2 separate regions of the Zea mays genome follow, and region 2 is linked to region 1. Evidence: chromatin contacts called from public Hi-C data. All regions are on one chromosome and are shown on one strand. Each heading gives the region's core, a stretch centred on a gene start, on an enhancer-like site or on the middle of the called end of the contact. The rest is flanking DNA. Distances are from core to core; before and after follow the strand shown.

What was found. A called contact is a pair of places that touch in the nucleus more often than the background predicts.
Region 2: a contact with region 1 is called in a Hi-C map of leaf, with 6 times the contacts expected there. The contact joins the enhancer-like site here to the promoter of LOC100279085 in region 1. A contact is called at or near these places in 8 of 25 Hi-C or Micro-C datasets (bundle sheath, ear, leaf and 1 more).

What each region holds. Positions count from the first base shown.
Region 1 is chr4:198,086,769-198,090,448 of Zm-B73-REFERENCE-NAM-5.0, reverse strand. LOC100279085 reads right to left here and starts at 1,450. Exons shown (of 14, transcript NM_001152135.1): 1 at 1,317-1,450; 2 at 235-328; 3 at 1-23. The coding sequence starts at 240.
Region 2 is chr4:198,172,857-198,176,877 of Zm-B73-REFERENCE-NAM-5.0, reverse strand. No RefSeq gene overlaps it. Among protein-coding and RNA genes, the nearest start is that of LOC100382872, 39 kb to the right of the region's middle. Within about 2 kb of position 2,132, at least 14 of the 20 cell types and tissues checked have an H3K27ac peak or open chromatin away from gene starts, as enhancers often do. A contact at or near this core is called in bundle sheath, ear, leaf and 1 more, where this site is marked.

The DNA of each region.
Region 1 (3,680 bases), core at 201-2,700:
CATTTACATTTTGATGGCCATGCCTGAGTACCACAATGAATATATACATAAAGAATAGCGATATAAGAGGTTTTATGAGATGAGGTTGTGCATGAACTGCTTATGATCTTAAGATTTGGAACCTCACATTGAGAATAACAATTAATCTTAAATTCAAACGGTGTAACCCAGTGCCGTAGGCTTCCCGCACTGTGTGGGATCTAGGGAAGGGTATCTTTAAGCGTCAAGCCTTACCCGCATAATATGCAGAGGCTAGAGCTCGAACCCGGGACCTTCCGGTTACAGACGGTAGGCTCTACCGCTGCACTAGGCCTACCCTTCAACTAATCTTAAATTCAAATGTAAACAAAGTTTAATGAGCACATGAATGATTACTGTAGTTAGAATAATCTTTTCTTGAGTTTTAAATCGGTTGCAGTTGTTAAATTTGGTCATTTATATCAACAAATTTGGCACTTATCATCATCATAAAATTTGGCACCTCACATTCAGAAAACTAAATCTTTATAAAATTGTAAGTCTAATATGGTGTTCCAATACCTAGAACTGTGCTATCCACCCCTCGAATACCTGAAATCCCCCCCCCCCCCCCTCCGAACAATGTCAGCTTCTACTTGTGAAAAGCGGGCCTGGCTGTAATAAGAGATTTCAGCATACATAACAGTTAAACTAATCCATTGGCAATTAGCATGACCCTAACCAGCAGGTCCAACCACGTTTATCGTACGCATTGCCTGGTCAATGACCCTGCTGATTGTCACCATCGGTTTGTCAGTTTCTGCAAATTTATATCGCTAAGCAGACATGGGGTGCCAAAAAATGCTATAGCCATCGCATCTCCATGCCAATTGCAAGTTTGAAACCCTATCCTTCGTTTCCTCTCTTTTTTCTTCAAAAAAGAAGAGAAAAAGAATCCTTTGCTCTGCTGCCTAACGTGCCCTGTACGGCGCACTAGTATTACTAGTAGATTGCAGCAGCACCTATTATTACTAAGCATCTCATCTCAGAGAGGTGGTCAAAGTCAACGGTGATCAACGAACGATCTCAAGCCTCAACCAGTGCCGTGGAAAGGTTCACTGGTTCAGAGCAATTCACTCCTCGGCTCCTCGCTGTGATGCTGTCGGCCAGTCCCAGTGCCATTAGCTGGTGCTGCGGCTGTCGCTACTGAAAGAAAGCTCACGCCGCTTTCTAGGACTAGGATTGGGGACGCCAGAAGAATATAAATAAAAAATAAATTCGCCATGAAGCAGGGATGAACTGCGGGAGAGAGAGCGAAAGGGGGTTTATGTACTCATCACTCATGTACCATGGCGGACCTGGCGACAGCGGCAGTCCTGATCCTGATGACGCCGCCTTCTCCTCCTCCTCCGTCCGCGTCCCCTGATGCTGCTGCTGCTACAGCGGCGGGGGCTGGCGTCAGGATGGCTGCGAAACAGAGGACGGAGACGACAACGAGGAAGTGGAAGGGGCGGGAGGAGGGAAGGGGCGTCGGTCGGGGTGGACGTGGCGGCAGCATGCCGGACACCTGTCGTCCGCGCCCGGGGCCGCGCGTGGGCGCAGTCGGAGGTGAAAGAGGAGGGGACCGTACAGGGGAGGAAGCGGCAGGGGCAGGGGCAGGGCCCGGGGCTCAGAGCTGCAGCTGCTGCCGCTTGGCCGTGGTCCGTGGAGGAATATTGGCCCCCGGCCCCCGGCCCCCAGCTCACTGCACGGTAGTGGTGATAACGCTAGTAAACGATCGGTAAAACTATTTTTGTTTGGAATAATTTGATCTTTTTATTTTTTTTCTGAAAATAAGATCGAAAATGGTAATTTCGGAAACGAAAACGATATCGATAATTTGGAAACATTAAAAACGAAAGTTCGATACAAAAATTACACCAGTTATGATTGAAATCTAAAATTCGATCGGTAAAAACTATAACATTTACTCTCAATTAACTTCAAAAATTCACGCAAGTCATACATTCATATAAAATTAGTAATAATATATAAGGTAGGAGGTCATATTAAATATATAAGGTAAGAAGTATACAATAATAAAATCATTATTATGTATTTAAGTAAAGTAGAATCAAGATGTGTATAATGATATGGCACTTACATTCTATTTGTACTCCTACTACTTGGCATAGTCAATATAATTAGTGTCCTCTTTGTCTTTCTTAAGTTCTCGTGCAAATTATGAATATATGTATCAAGAGTAATAATAGATAAGAAAACATGAATAAGATTTATAAAAGCCTCAAATGATTCTAAACTATATACCATTAGATAGATCTTGATTTTAGGAAAATAATAAAATTAGTTTCATATTTTCTAAGCTAAAATGAATTTATGAAGTTCAGTTCAGATTTAATATTTTTCTAAAAAATACCGAATTTATTATCGACGATAAAATACTGAAAGGGAAATGTGCCCTTGGTCATTTCTAAGTATTTTGGTGATTAAGTGCCCAACACAAATGGTTTAAGTATAAATTGTGCAAAATGGTGGATGAAGTGCAAATCATCAATAAGGTATGATTCTAGACTTAGTGTATTGTTTTTTGTGTACTAACATATTTGTCTAAGTGCTAGAATCAGAGAAAATTCAAAAGAAAAAAGACTTGGCTAGAGCAGCCAAGACTCTGCGTAGTCTGGGTGCACCAGACTGTCCGGTGGTGCGCCAGGCTGGAGTCTGGTCAACTGGCCGCTATCGGGAATTCGTAGGCGGCGTACGGTTAAAATTCACTGGACTGTCCGGTGGTGCACCGGACTGTCCGGTGAGCCAACGGTCGGCCGTGCCAACGGTCGACCGCGCAATCCGCGCATGACGCGTGGCCGAGCCAACGGTCAGATGGGGGCACCGGACTGTCCGATGCGCCAATGGCTCCAAATCTTCAACGGTCGGCTGCGCCATTTTAGGAAGGCGATCTGCACCGGACATGCTACAGTGCCTGTCCGGTGGTGCACCGGACTGTCCGGTGCACCACCCGACAGAAGGCAAGAATTGTCTTCCCTGATTGCCCTCAATGGCTCCTAGCTGCCTTGGGGCTATAAAAGGGACCCCTAGGCGCATAGAGGAGAAACACAAGCATTCTTTGATCATCTCTAAGCACCAAGACTTCATTCTAGCGCATTTGATTCTTTGCGAAAGCAATTTGAGCTTCTCTTGAGTTGAGAACTCCGTGTGTGAACTTAGAGCTCAAGTTGTGACTAGTGTGCGTGTTTGTGTTGTTGCTTTTGAGACTTGTGTGTGTTGCTTTTCCCTCCCTTACATCTGTGCTTCTTTGTGATCATCATTTTGTAAGGGCGAGAGGCTCCAAGTTGTGGAGATTCCTCGCAAACGGGATATAGTGAAAGAAAGGAAAACACCGTGGTATTCAAGTGGATCTTTGGATCACTTGAAAGGGGTTGAGTGCAACCCTCATCCATTGGGACGCCACAACATGGAGTAGGCAAGTTTTGTACTTGGCCGAACCACGGGATAAACCATCGTGTCTCTTGTGCTTGTTCTCATTGTGACTATTGTGTTTCATAAGAGCTCGGTCCTTAGCCACTTGATTTCATTGTGCTAACACTTAATCAAGTTTTGTGGCTTTATTTTTTTACAGGATCACCTATTCCCCCTCTCTAAGTGCTCTCAATTGGTATCGGAGCCGTTCTCTTCACGAAAGGGACTAATCGCCCGAAGGGATGGAT
Region 2 (4,021 bases), core at 883-3,382, 86 kb before region 1:
TGTCGTCGGTCTCCGGCGCCGGCGGCCGGCGCATGTCCATCAGGTCCATCTCCTGCCGCGGCGTGAGGGCCTTCGTCCTGTTCCAGAAGCCGCCGCTCTACGCCACGGTGTCCCTCGGCGGCCGCCGGGAGAAGACGCAGCCGGACGCCGACGGCGGCGAGAACCCGGACTGGGACGACGCGGTGTTCGCGTTCGACCTCGACAGGGACGGCTCGCAGCAGCAGCAGCTGGTGGTGGAGTTTGAGGTGAAGGCGCAGGTGCCGATCCTCGGCAACAAACTCGTCGCCACGGCTAGCGTGCCCGTGGCCGACCTGGCGGCGGCCCAGGGAAGAGGCGGAGACGGCGCGGGGCTGCGGCACGTCAGCTACCAGGTGAGCGCCCCCGACGGCAAGCCGAACGGCACGCTCAGCTTCGCGTACGCCTTCAGCGGCGGCCCCGGCCCTGGCGCCACCGCTCGCCCGCAGCTCTACCAGGCGCCGGCGCCGGGCGGTTCGCGGCCGGATCAAGATCCGAGCTTTTGCTGCGCGCCTCCGCCGACCGCAGCGTATCCACCTCCTGCGGCGGCAAACTTCCTCCCGCCACAGAGCACCGGGTACCCGCCGCCCGCTTCCGCTTCTCTCTATCCGCCAGTGGAAGGATTGTTGTCCCCACGCAACTACCCACCTCCGCCGCCGCCGGCTTATCCACAGTTTCCAGCCCCGAACAACACGAGCTACACGTCACCGGCTGCTGCTACTACTACAGCATACCCACTGCCACCCGCGTCATGTGCAGCCTGTCCGGCGCCTCCTCCGGCAGAGCTCACCAGGTACCCGTCGCCGCTGACGGCGGCATACCCACCACCGCCTGCGTCGTGTGCAGCCTGCCCGGCGCCTCCGCCGCCGGCACAGTACACCAGTTACCCGCCGCCACCGTCGACCAACTACCCACCGGCGCCGCCGAGTGGGTATCCACCACTAGCACTAGGTCCACTACCGGCGTCCAATTTGGCCCCTCCGACCAGCACGTACCCGCCACCGCCGGAGTCAGGCTCGGCCTACTCAGTTTATCCAAGGTCGGCGACGCCAGGCACACTGGACCGTGCGCTACCGTACTATCCGGCGCCTCCCGTCGGCTCGTATTACCCTCCGCCGGGGACACGGTACTTCGAGGTCGACGGCGCGGCCAGGACGCCGTCTTACTACCCACCGCCGAGTCAATACCCGTAGGAGTTCGGCGGATAATCTGCAACGTTGTGGAACAGTGGACGATGTTTCCAAGGTTGCTCCGCCGCTTCCCGCCATGATTGCCATTGAAGACAGGTCAGATTGCCGCGGTGCGTGGCGTGGGTGCTAGGCTGCAATATGCCGGCTTGTTCGGGCCAATTAACCTTACATTGTTTTCAGTATTTCCAACAAGATCCTTTTTTTAAACAAGAATATTTACTCTCTTTTTTTTGCGTTTGAGTCATTTTGTTTGGTGCGTGATTTGTTAAGCTATCATGGAACATAAATTGCTCAAGGTTGAACTTGCTTTTGATTCTATAAATTAAACTTTAGAATCAAATACCAAAAAGAAAGACATTTAAAGTACTAGGAAGGATAAAGTTTTATGATCCTATAAATTCTTCCCTTTTTAAAACTATATTCTTCCCTTTATAATACGAAAATCCTTTCACAGGATGCTGATCATCAAATTGACTTTGGTATTCCATATATTAAGATTCTAATGTGTATGCAAACCCGACGGGATCTATGACTGGTATTTATATAGATTAAGATTCTCATTTGTCCGTAGAGGTAGCTATAGATGGTCACTGGTGTGTGGGACTGGTCGTGATAACCGAGGCCGTCGAAAATACTATATAGTACTGTTGTGGATGTAACCTTACACAGTCACACGTGTCAGCGGCCGGACGAAACTGGAGAGGTGTATGCATATATATGGTGAATATATATTAATTCAACTAAAAAATAAATCGTATGCACAGCAGTGGAGGGTAAAATAAAACCAAACAATCTATATAACGTAACGTATGGAATAGTTATATCTTCTATATAAACCTAGTTCCTGGTCGGCTGGCTTAAGCCAGCCAATAAGACTGATGCTGCTTCTTCCCCTTCCCTGTAGATGTTTACTTGGGTCTTGTTTACTAGGCGGCCCAAAATCCGACACAAGTTTGGCCTAGTCCGAATCCGACTCGATTATTGAGTCGTGTCTGGGCCTAAGGCGAGCCACATCAGACTAGGCACGGCATGGCATGTTTTTATTTTTTTATTTTTTCATATAAATACATATAGTATATTTAAATATAGAGTATAAAATATAAGAAACATGCTTGTTTTATTGGTTATGTGGGTGTAAATAAGTGTTTATAGCTAATAACTATAGTTTAAATCTTTATATATAAATATTTTTAAACATACTTTATCATTTAAACGTCATATATATTATAGGCCCGTTAGACCCGTCGGGCCGTGGGTCGGCCGGACACGGTTAATACCTTAGCGTGCCGTGTCTAGGCTCGCTCGAAGCTCGTGGGCCAACACGACACGGGCCCGCTTTCTAATCCAAATCGGACCAGCACAATCCCATAGCCAAGCTCGGGTCGGGTCGGCCTGCCCCGTCTATTTGGACATGTATACTTCCTCCAAGACACAAAATATTGTACCTACAGTGCAATGTAGCTACAGCCGTGCTAAGAAAAAAAAAGTCAGTCGAACACAGTCCATGAAATGATGATTTGGCACATTCTATGTTAAAAACTAAGGCTCTGTTTGGTTGGAGGGACTAAGGATTAGTCTCTTCATTTTAGTCTCATTTAGTCCCTAAATTGCTAAACGGTGAAACTAAAACATGAACTAAACTGTTTTAGTATGTTGTCCATTAAGGGATGACTAAAATGGACTTAAACATATTAATTCCACCTTTTGCGCCTTCTTTATCTCAGTTACACTACTGGCGGGAGAATGCTAAGGGATATTTTGGTCCTCTTATAATTCATTTAATGTGTTCTGAATACTTTTAGTCCATGTAACCAAACAGAGTAGTGACTAAACTTTAGTCCCTGGACTAAAGAAACCAAACGACCCTTAAGTCTCTATCCTGTTTGGTTGTAGGGACTAAAATTATTCAGAACATATTAAATGACTCGTAAGAAGACTAAAATGTCCCTTAACATTCTTCCTCCATTAGTGAAATAAAATGAGTGGTAATAGGTGGATTTAATCTAGTTTAGTCTCTTTTAGTCACCGCTTGAGGGACTAGAGGCTAAAGCAATTTAGTTCTTGTTTTAGTCTTACCGTTTGGCTATTTAGGGACTAAAATAGAGGGACTAATCTTTAGTCCCTCAAACCAAACGAGGCCTTAGTCACTCGACTAAACTTTAGTATCTGGACTAAAGGAACCAAACGTACCATAAGTATCAAAGAAAGTTAAGAAGTTAAGAATAACTAAAAAAAATTGATTCGGAGGGTAATAGTACCTTGCTAGTGCAGTGGTACTGGACGGTGGAGTGAGAAAACGTCTATTTTACTTTCACCCGTACGGTTGACTGCTATTCTTTATCGAAAAAGAAACAGCAGCCTCTAGTACAGTTTGACCGACTGACTACATAATTAGATCACTTCTTTTTTTTGAACGAAGCCATAGTTAGATAATCTCACACTGGCTCACGCTGATCTACGTTCCCATCATTAGCAGATAATTAAAAAAATTGAGGGAGAGAATAGAGGGACAAGTAGCATTTTTTTAGAAGGCGAAGAACAAGCAGGTAGAAGATACAACGAGCTTGCCTCTATGCCGGCCGCCGGGCTGGGCGGGCCGATGCATCTTTTTGAGATGCGAACGCTGCATGGGCCGGCTTGTTCCACCGGGCTGGGCTGGGCTGGGCTGTAGCATGTAGAACGGCGAGATCAAATACCATTACCTAGGCTCCGGAACACTAGAGCCACAGTGCCACCCGTGAACAGTGAAAGGGGCGGTGGACTCACGCTGGCTGCAACGTATTTCACTTAGGCTATTGTTGACGTCTTTTTTGGAG